2 separate regions of the Sus scrofa genome follow, and region 2 is linked to region 1. A link is a contact called in public Hi-C data. All regions are on one chromosome and are shown on one strand. The core of a region is the stretch at or near the end of the contact, and the rest is flanking DNA. Distances in the headings are between cores, read along the strand shown. Region 1 overlaps PRUNE2 (protein prune homolog 2). Region 2 holds the start of PRUNE2 (protein prune homolog 2).

Region 1 (4,655 bases), core at 1,249-3,748:
AACTGGCCAATGGGTGAAAACAACAAAAACATCAAGTTGCTTTCAACTTTAGTTTAGTTGTAGATAACAAAACAGGAATTTCATCATAAGGTATTTCTAGATAGGCCAGTTTTACAGACTTTATCTTATATCTTTTTTTTTTTTTTTTTTGTCTTTTCTAGGGCTGTACTCATGGCATTTGGAGGTTCCCAGGCTAGGGGTCTAATCAGAGCTGTAGCCGCTAGCCTACGCCAGAGCCAAGGCAACGCGGGATCTGAGCCACATCTGCAATCTACACCACAGCTCACAGCAACGCCGGATCCTTAACCTGCTAATCGAGGCCAGGGATTGAACCCGAAACCTCATGGTTCCTAGTCGGATTCGTTAACCACTGAGCCACAATGGGAACTCCTACCTTGTATCTTGAAATACTTTTGGTCATCTGCAGAAGGAGCTACTTCCTACAAACTGTAAGGATTCTAAGTATTACAAGCTTCAGCTGTTCAGTACATTTTTTTCAAAGACAAAGTTCTGTTACAGCAGATATGATGAACCATTCTTTAAATAGGTATTTTCAATTCCCACATTTCAGTTATGTCTCATTACCAAGAACTGCTCAGTGCTCAGAGCAGGAATGCAAGAGTATTTCTCTGATTTCAGGGTTCACTTCTCCATTCTGCCGCTGTTCTCAAGAAACTATGAATTTTATTAGCTCTAAATTAGTTTCAAATTGTAATTCACATTTCAGATGATTATTAAATTCACACAATGAAATTCACCAGTGTTTGTCTTTTGCTTTCAACTCCTTTGGACTCTCCAGCCAGGTATAAACTGAGAACTCGTAACATCTTAACTACTCAGAATATTGTTTTTATGAGTTACCAGAGTGCTCAAAGTGATACTGTTTCCTTTCCATAAAAAAAAAAAAAAAAAAATCTATGCCATTACAATTTTTCACTGATTGGGCTGCTCTCTATTTTGAACACAGATTTGAAAAAGTTGTATCATAACAAGGCAAACCAGAATACCCATGTCCTTGAATTCTAGAGGCAAGTAGAGAAAAACCATCAGAATTCCTTCCTTCCTACATGGTGTGTCCTAGCCCTCACCTCATAATCTTTTTTCTTATTATTATTTTTATCTATTTGGCTTTTCTAAATCTCCTATAAGGGTAAATAATTATATTTACTATGGATGTGTAGAAGTTATATGGTGTTTACAGATCAGAAATTAAAATGATTTTTAAAAGAAGCCAAAATAGGAACATAAAAAGGAAGAGGCTTGGTACCAAGAGGAGGGAAAATGTGAGTTCCAACCAAGAATCACCTAAGGATGCATATCTACCTGTCTGACACCTGGAGATCAGGCAGACACCTAATGACTTACTAGTGAACCCAGAGTGGGTGTCACATCCCAAGTAGTGAACACAGTGCGTGGGCAGGACAGACCCTGATTCTGGTCCCAGCTCTACATTAGCCAAATGATTTAGCCTTTCTAGATTCCAATTTCCTCACCTCTATGATGGAGATTATAGCAGAGACTTGTTCTTCTTGGGCACACAACTAGACTACATCTCTCAGCCTTCCTGCAGTTAGATACAACCATGTGATTGGGCCAGTGACATGTGAGCAGAAGTGACAGATGTCACACTCCAAGAAAATCCATAAAACCTCCCATCTTTGGCCCTCTCAGCTCTTCTCTATCTTGAGAGATAGGATGAATATGTCCCAGGCAATATTGGGAGCCATGTGTTAAAGATGGTTTCTGAATCTCCTCTGGCCACCCAACCAGGAATGCTAAACTGGATTGCTGGGTGAGCAAAAAATGAACAACATGTGTGTTGTGTCTTTGCGATTTGGGGTGTATCTGTTTCTGCTGTTAGAGCTACCTTAACCAATACAGGGGTAATCACAACACATCTACCTCATGGGGTTGCTGGGAGGATTCAATAAGATAATGCTTGAAAATTCTTCCTCTACTCCCTGGCACACATGAGGGCTCATCATCAAATGTTAACTTCTTAGCAAGCAGGAGTTGGAAGCCATGGACCGAAAAGGAAATAGAGGCAGGGGTTGCATAGTTCCATTCATTGGCCAAATGGCTCTGACAATTCACCTCTGGCATAAATGACTGGCATTTTGAAAAATACATTAATCAAAACTAACGTACTTCTCCAAATATTGCCATGCAATTTTATGACAAAATAAGGTAGGCAAATACTCTGGAGGTACCTTCATCTTGAACTCCAAAAATCTCCGAGCTCAAACGCATGAAAAAATCATATTTGATGCTTAAAATGGGTCAACTAGGTTTCAGACTGGCTTGCTCAGCCTTAAACCACCCATTACAATGGTTCAAAGATGCTTCGACTGCAGCCTAAGTAAGTGTTCACTTTCGTTACTGAGGAGTTTAACAGTGATCTTGGGAATTCATTCTGGTCTGTGCGCTAAACACTAAGGGACACTGTTGGTATTTTTCCCTCTGCAGTGTTCCAAGGTGCAGCTTGGCTGGTAATCTCTGCGCAGGGCAGAGTGAGTCAGCGTTCTGAGTCACTTTATCAGAATGCATCCCTTGAGTTCTATTCCAGGTTTCAAATAGCAGAATGTCTGGTCATGAGGGGACCCTGGAGAGAAAACAGGCTCGAGCTATTCCCTTGGATGCCAGCTCTGAACAAAGGAGACAAAATTTCAGGAGCTGAAAATCTCCACTGTTCCTCATTTAAAGGAAACTGATTTAAAATAAAAACATGTGGAAGTGACAGATGAAATGTGCTTAGTAGGTAACAGGTCCATTCATACAGTCTTTTAAGTTTCATGCTTCTAAATTGTCTGGAAAATGACCACTTTCATGAATAGTATGTTATGGGTTGAATTGTGTCCCCTCTCAAATGTTGAATTCCTATCCTTCAACACCTCAGAATGTGACCTTTTTTGGAAAGAGGGTCATTGCAGATATTATATATGTGTGTGTGTGTGTGTGTGTGTGTGTGTGTGTGTGTGTGTGTGTGTGTGTATTTAACTAAATGGAACAGTTAAGATAAAGTCATTTGGGTGGACCCTAAACTGATATGACTAGTGTCTGTAAATAAAGGAAAACTCTGGAGACATGCATAGAGGGAAGAGAATGTGAAAACAAAGGCAGAGACCAAGGTGATGCTTCTACAAACCAAGGAATGCCAAAGATTGCCATCAAACCACTAGAAGCGAGGACAGGGGCACAGCTGATTCTCTCTCAGCCTTTAGAAGGAAGCTATCCTGCCAATCCCAGATCTCAGACTTCTCACTTCCACACTATGACACAATAAATTTCTGTGGTTTAAATCACAGTTTGTGGTGCTTTGTTATGGCAACAAATGGATACTGTACACATGCAGGAATAAATCAGAATGTGATTGGTTATAACAAAATGGATCAAGTAAGTGCCTGGTTATTGTTCTTCCTGAGGAGAGATGCTAATGACTCATAGCCTTTTGGGAGATGCTTAGAGGAGACATAATAATACCAGGTGCTGGCAAGGGAACTGTTCATATCGTACTGCCATGAGCAATCTCATTTGCTTCAGTGGTGCCTTATTGGAATGGAAAGATGCGTCCCTTTCTCTTAACATCTTGATTTACTGCTTTACTAGAAGTAAAGTGGGCCCAGGATGTATAATCACCACGTCATTCTGCTGGCAAAAGCAAAGGCAAAGTTTGCTCCAGTTAAACATGTCCTTTAACATCCATAAATTCTCTTCTTCTTTCCCCGAAGGCTTTGTTATTTAAAAATTTTTAACACAGATTTTGATTTTGGCAACTTTTGCTTCTCACTACTGCTTCCACCACTAAAATGAAGGATCAGAACAAAATCAAAATTACCTGTGTCTCTTTTCTGAAGAACCAATGGCAGACACAAACAGGTACTAAGTATTTGTATTTACCAGGTACTTACTATGCCCTCAGCCCTGTGCCAGGAAATTGGCAAACAATGATAAAGGGTACAACAAAAATGAAGTGGATTCCAACATGCGGTGTGTATGCCCCCTAGGATGTGTGCTATGTTCAGACTCAGAATGAACCAGAAGCCATGTGAAATGGGACTGTGGTGTCTTTTTCATGGTCCTAGCTTCCAAGTTCCCTTTGCAAGAACTAGCCCTCTGGCCTTGCTTCTGATGAGCTCCATTTTTTATCCACTGCTTTTCAAAGTCATGTTCATTCTGACCTCATATACTGAACAAAGAACTGAAACTCAGTATTATTATAATTATTCACTTTTGATGGTAGATCTTTCAACAATCTATATAAACCTTAATTAGAACAACTATCATTTGTGAAATCTACTACAATAAAAATGAGAAACAAAAGGTTTCATAGCTTCCTCATTATAACATAGAGGGCTAGAGTTAACCCATCTGTCAAAGGCAGTGGTTTCTGCCTCCCAAACCAGTGGTTCCCTCCAAAGAACATGCTGTGTATGCTGCAAGGAGACAAATTCTTCTCATTTTCTCAGTAGTTCCCAAGAAAATTAACTGGGTCATCAGGCAAATAAAGGCCATGACACATACAACTGTGGAATTGCAGCATTGTAAAGGGTCACTGAAAATGTAAGGAATTCTCTTTCCTTCTTTCCCTAACATCCCACAGAACTTCCAGTTAATTCCTTCCAGTGACAACAGCTAACTATCTTATAAAGTCACCC
Region 2 (4,632 bases), core at 690-3,189, 84 kb after region 1:
CATTCCAGCGATTGCTCTTTAAAAATGAGACAAATCTCTCACATCAGACCCCACAATCTAAATGTTTGTTATTAAAATCAATATTATGGGAATGGAGCACAAGTGCAGTCTAAAAGTGCATGATTGTTGATCACCACATTTTCATTCACTGAAAAAAAGAGTAAATTGCCAAATTTGACCTTTTTTTACTGTCTCTCACTCATTGTCAGGTAAAGAACAAAGAGTGTATTTATACTATCAGAAATGCATGGGATATCTGCAATCAGTTTTTTCCTTCGTGTGCTCAAGTAAACCTATAAAAGTGTCAGCAATAAACACAAAAATGATCACGAACCTTCTTAATTCCAAAATCACCACAAACTACCAACTCTCTGGGGGGCTTAAGGTAGAAAACGTAATTATAATAGCATTAATCAACTTTGATGGTCTTTTGAAAGATACTTACAGTTAAATCTGTGTGAAAATCACACCTTTATCTTCATTCCCTTTGCTGTGTAAGGGTAAATGAGCTACAATAATAACCCTGTAAATATCCTGCCTTGTGATTAAGACGTCATCTTTATGCAGACTCTATATTTTGGCTTCTATAAAGGTTAAAGGCAACATGAATTATGCATTTCCTCCCATGCCAGGCCTGTAAAAGGTGCTTTCACTGTTCATTAAAGATATTGCTTCCAAATGGGCAAAAGCTTTTTTTCTGAAGTGCCGAAACAGCAACATTTCCATTATGTTCATTACTGCAATGCTGGAAAGCCAAAACAATTTGGACTTAGGAAACTGCTAGAATCTGTTGTTCCAGAACACGTAGCAACTGTCAATATACACAATGAAATTACCCTTCACTCTTTGGACAGTGGTACAGTTAAACAGAGCTGGCCAACATACTGGTCACCTCCCAAGAGAAGGACAGTCTGGCAGACCCCACATCACCAGCAACAGTTGGGTTTTCCCCCTTCTGCTTCTGCCCCAAGTTATAGATCTGAATAAGGACCAGAGAGCCAATTCACATTCGAATATCCCTAACTCTGGCACTGGAGCAAGCTCTATGTGAGGGATGCATGGGTAAACAGAACATTTGCACATGTTCCTCTCAGCCGGCACCCTGATTTCCTTAGTTAACGTTTTGCCACCCCCTCCAGCTAAAGTACAGCTTCTTTTCCTTTTACACTTTTGTGTACTGAATCTGCAGACAGCTGGGCTCTTTTTCCGCAAGGAACACCACACCCATTTATCCTCTAGCCTGGGGGAGCAAACTGCAGATTTAACTGAATCTGCCTCTCTCCAACCTTAAACCAAAGAGACCAAAGCTGTATACAACATCCAACTTCAGCCAGGTTACGACCACCTCTCAGCCCGGCGCTTTGGCTGTGGGGTAGGATTATGTTGTGAGCCACACGGGAAGCCCGGCTGTGGGGTAGGATTATGGAAACAAAATGCCTGCAGCAAGCACCTGAGTTCCAGAGATTCTTTCCAGGGGAACAGCCCACACACCCTGACAACTAAGTGGCAAAGTTGTTTCTTTCTCCTCTGCTGCAGTGCCCTGCATCAGCACACGCGCGCACCAACGCACACAGCCTTGTTCCCTCAACTTACCAGTTTAGACTTGGCGCGTTGCAAAAATTCTTCCATGTCGTGGCAAGAGGGTTGGACCAGGGGTACCCGGAGGGCGCGGAGGCCTGTCTCCTCCCGGGCGAGAGGAGCCGGGTCCCCGCAAAGTGGCCTTTCTGAGCGCAGCAAGCTGCTGCTCCCTCCTACCGCTCGGAGGCGGCTGAGGTTGTGGCTGCGCCCTCGGCTGTCGCCTCCCAGGGCTCCCGCCCCACCCCGCTCCCAGACGCCAGCTCTGGGCTCCCGACTCTGCCCTAATAAGGAAAGTGGGTGTGACGCCCGGGAGCCCCAGGGCGCGCCCCACACGCTGACAGGCACGCGCCTGCGGGGCCAGAGTTCCGGGGCCGGGGCGCGGGGGCGGGGGTGCTGGAGGATGGCGAGGGGCTCCTCCGCCAATCGCAGGGCCCAGCTGAGGCCTCCTGACGTGGCGCGCTGAAAGATACTGCAACCATGGACAGCGCCCAGAAGTGCGAGCCAAGTGCAAGGGGCTGCTGCAGAGGAAGGCTCTGCCGCAGGCACCGCTGCTGTCAGCTGGGAGAGATAGAAAGAAGGGGAGAGGGGGAAAAGGGCCCCAGAGGGCCCCCCCTCCTTGGCCAGCGCCTCCCTGGCTGACTGGCAGGTTACAGAGAGCTCCAGCGGTCACTTAATGATCTGGCTCTGCTGGCATGGCTAGGGGATGCACTCAGCTAGATTGAGGGGTGGAGGGGTTACTGCTGAGCTAAAAGCAGTACGACCTTGATGGAAAATATTCAGAAGAGAAGGCTAGGAGGTTGTGCTAGGCTACATCTTTCCTCCTTACCCTCAAAATGTACCTGCTCAGCAACGGTCCTCTGCGGTTCACCCCAACTGGGTGTCCTTATATCGGTCCTGGGGCTAAGGACACGTAGTCTTCTGCAGTCCTCATCCACTCTGACAATATGTTCAAGAACTGAGAGGGCAACATAACCTTCCTACTGCATAAGGGTCTGTGTTTTCACAAGATCCTTATATCATTTCCATATACATTAAAGTTTAAGAAGTACTGCAACAAACACAGAAACCTATAGCTATGAACCTTATTTCAAGCTGCAGAATTTTGTTGTGTGTACTCTCTAGCCTCATCAGAGCCCCAGATAATACCTCAGGCTCTCTCTTACATCTGGGCCTTGGCACATCTATCTGCCTGTAATACCCTTCCTGCACTCTCACCAGCCCCCACTGCCTGGCTAACTCACAATTCAGCTATCAGCTTAATGAGGTGAGCTCAACCCCGAGAGCACTTTAATTTATTATTTATTTATTTATTTCGTCTTTTTTTTTTGGTCTTTTTAGGGCCACACCCGCAGCATATGGAGGTTCCCAGGCTAGGAGTCAAATCAAAGCTGTAGCTGCTGGCCTATGCCACAGTCACAGCAACCTGGGAACCAAGCTGCATCTGCAACCTTCACCACAGCTCATGACAATGTCAGATCCTTAACCCAATGAGAGGGGCCAGGGATCAAACCCACAACCTCATGGTTACTAGTCAGATTTGTTAACCACTGAGCCATGATGGGAACTCCCTGAGGGCACTTTAAAATCACATTAGAGTCACCCAGGCCTTTAGAAAATATTGCTTCCCAGGCTCTATTCCAGACCAACTGAATCAGTAGTTCTAAGGGTAGGGCCACAGCATCAGACTGGTGTAAAAGTGCTCCAAGTGATTCTAATAGTCAGCCCAGGTATGATCCTCTGGTTCTCAAACATTAGTTTATAGCTGGACCATTCAGTGAAGTACTAAAAAAGATATATATATATATATATATATTTGTCTTTTTAGGGCTGCATGTTAAAGTTCCCAGTCTAGGGGTCAAACTGGAGCTACAGCTGCTGGCTTACACCACAGCCACAGCAATGCCAGATCCAAGCTGCATCTGCAACATACACCACAGCTCATGGCAACGTCAGATTCTTAACCCACTGAGCGAGGCCAGGGATGGAACCCAAGTCCTCATGGATACTAGTCAGGTTCATTACAACTAAGCCATGATGGGAACTCCCCAACAGAAATTTTGGCTTCATAGGTCTGGCTTAATGGGCCTAAGAATTTTCTCTTTTTTTAATAATGATTTTTATTTTTTCCAGTATAGCTGGTTTACAGTGTAGAATTTTCATTCTTAACCAGCCCCAGGGTTTTCTAATGTTGCTTAGAAGTTACCTTCCTCCAGGAAGCCTCCCCTGACCTACTCCTCCCTTCCTACCTCAAGACTAAGTCAGTTGCCCTTTCCATGTTCTCTCATAGCAACCTATATTTTCTACTGTACTATAAATTGCCTCAAAAGGCTGAGATTCATGAGAACAAAGACCTTGCCTATCTCATTCATTGATGTAGTCCTAATGCAGTTCATGTCATATACAAATCTTCAATAAATATATCTTAATGAGCAAATGTACACATGGTAGGTTTTTTGCTCTCTCTCCTTTTTTCCCTCTCCCTCTCACTCTCTCTCTTGCTCTCACCCTTTGTGTGTGTAATTATCCAATTGTTTTTTTATTCAGGAGGACCCAAAAAAAAAGAAATCAGTGGAGTCTACAGATCTGGTTAAGAGAGAATGATAGGAATATTAAGCTCTGATTTGCATTCAGGCAATGAGCTGTACAGAAGCTATGGATTCTATCTGCTTCTTTGCTGACTTAAGTAATTTAAAACCATCCAGGTAAAACAAGTGTTCTCTCAGACTTTAAATCTATGAAGTTGATCACAATTCAAGTAACATTACAAAGAAAAATTCCCAAGAATTCCTTCCCTCTGACTCCACTGGGGATGAATTTTTGTTTTAAACATTCTGGGTAGGTATTACAGAGCCTTGAGTTTTCTTAAATTTTTCTTCTGATGGACTCAAACCGCAACATCTAGCTCCCTGAGTTTTTCCTCCACCAACAATGTCTTTGCAGAGGCTGATCAAAATTTACCTCCTCTAGGAAGCCTTCCTAAAATGAACACTTGAATTAATTTCCTGAGGCTTCTGTAACAAATTATAACAAACTGAGTGGCTAAAAGCAACATAA

What was found. A called contact is a pair of places that touch in the nucleus more often than the background predicts.
Region 2: a contact with region 1 is called in a Hi-C map of embryonic fibroblasts, with 3 times the contacts expected there. The contact joins the promoter of PRUNE2 here to the enhancer-like site in region 1. A contact is called at or near these places in 6 of 47 Hi-C or Micro-C datasets (embryonic fibroblasts, fibroblasts, psoas muscle and 1 more) and 1 of 2 datasets of contacts at active chromatin or transcription factors (skeletal muscle).

The regions. Positions count from the first base shown.
Region 1 is chr1:229,762,248-229,766,902 of Sscrofa11.1, forward strand. All of the region lies in intron 6 of PRUNE2 (protein prune homolog 2), which reads right to left. Among named protein-coding and RNA genes, the nearest start is that of PRUNE2, 85 kb to the right of the region's middle. Within about 2 kb of position 2,499, at least 15 of the 83 cell types and tissues checked have an H3K27ac peak or open chromatin away from gene starts, as enhancers often do. A contact at or near this core is called in embryonic fibroblasts and skeletal muscle, where this site is marked.
Region 2 is chr1:229,847,283-229,851,914 of Sscrofa11.1, forward strand. It overlaps PRUNE2 (protein prune homolog 2), which reads right to left and starts at 1,940. Exons shown (of 27, transcript XM_021065057.1): 1 at 1,594-1,940. The coding sequence starts at 1,629.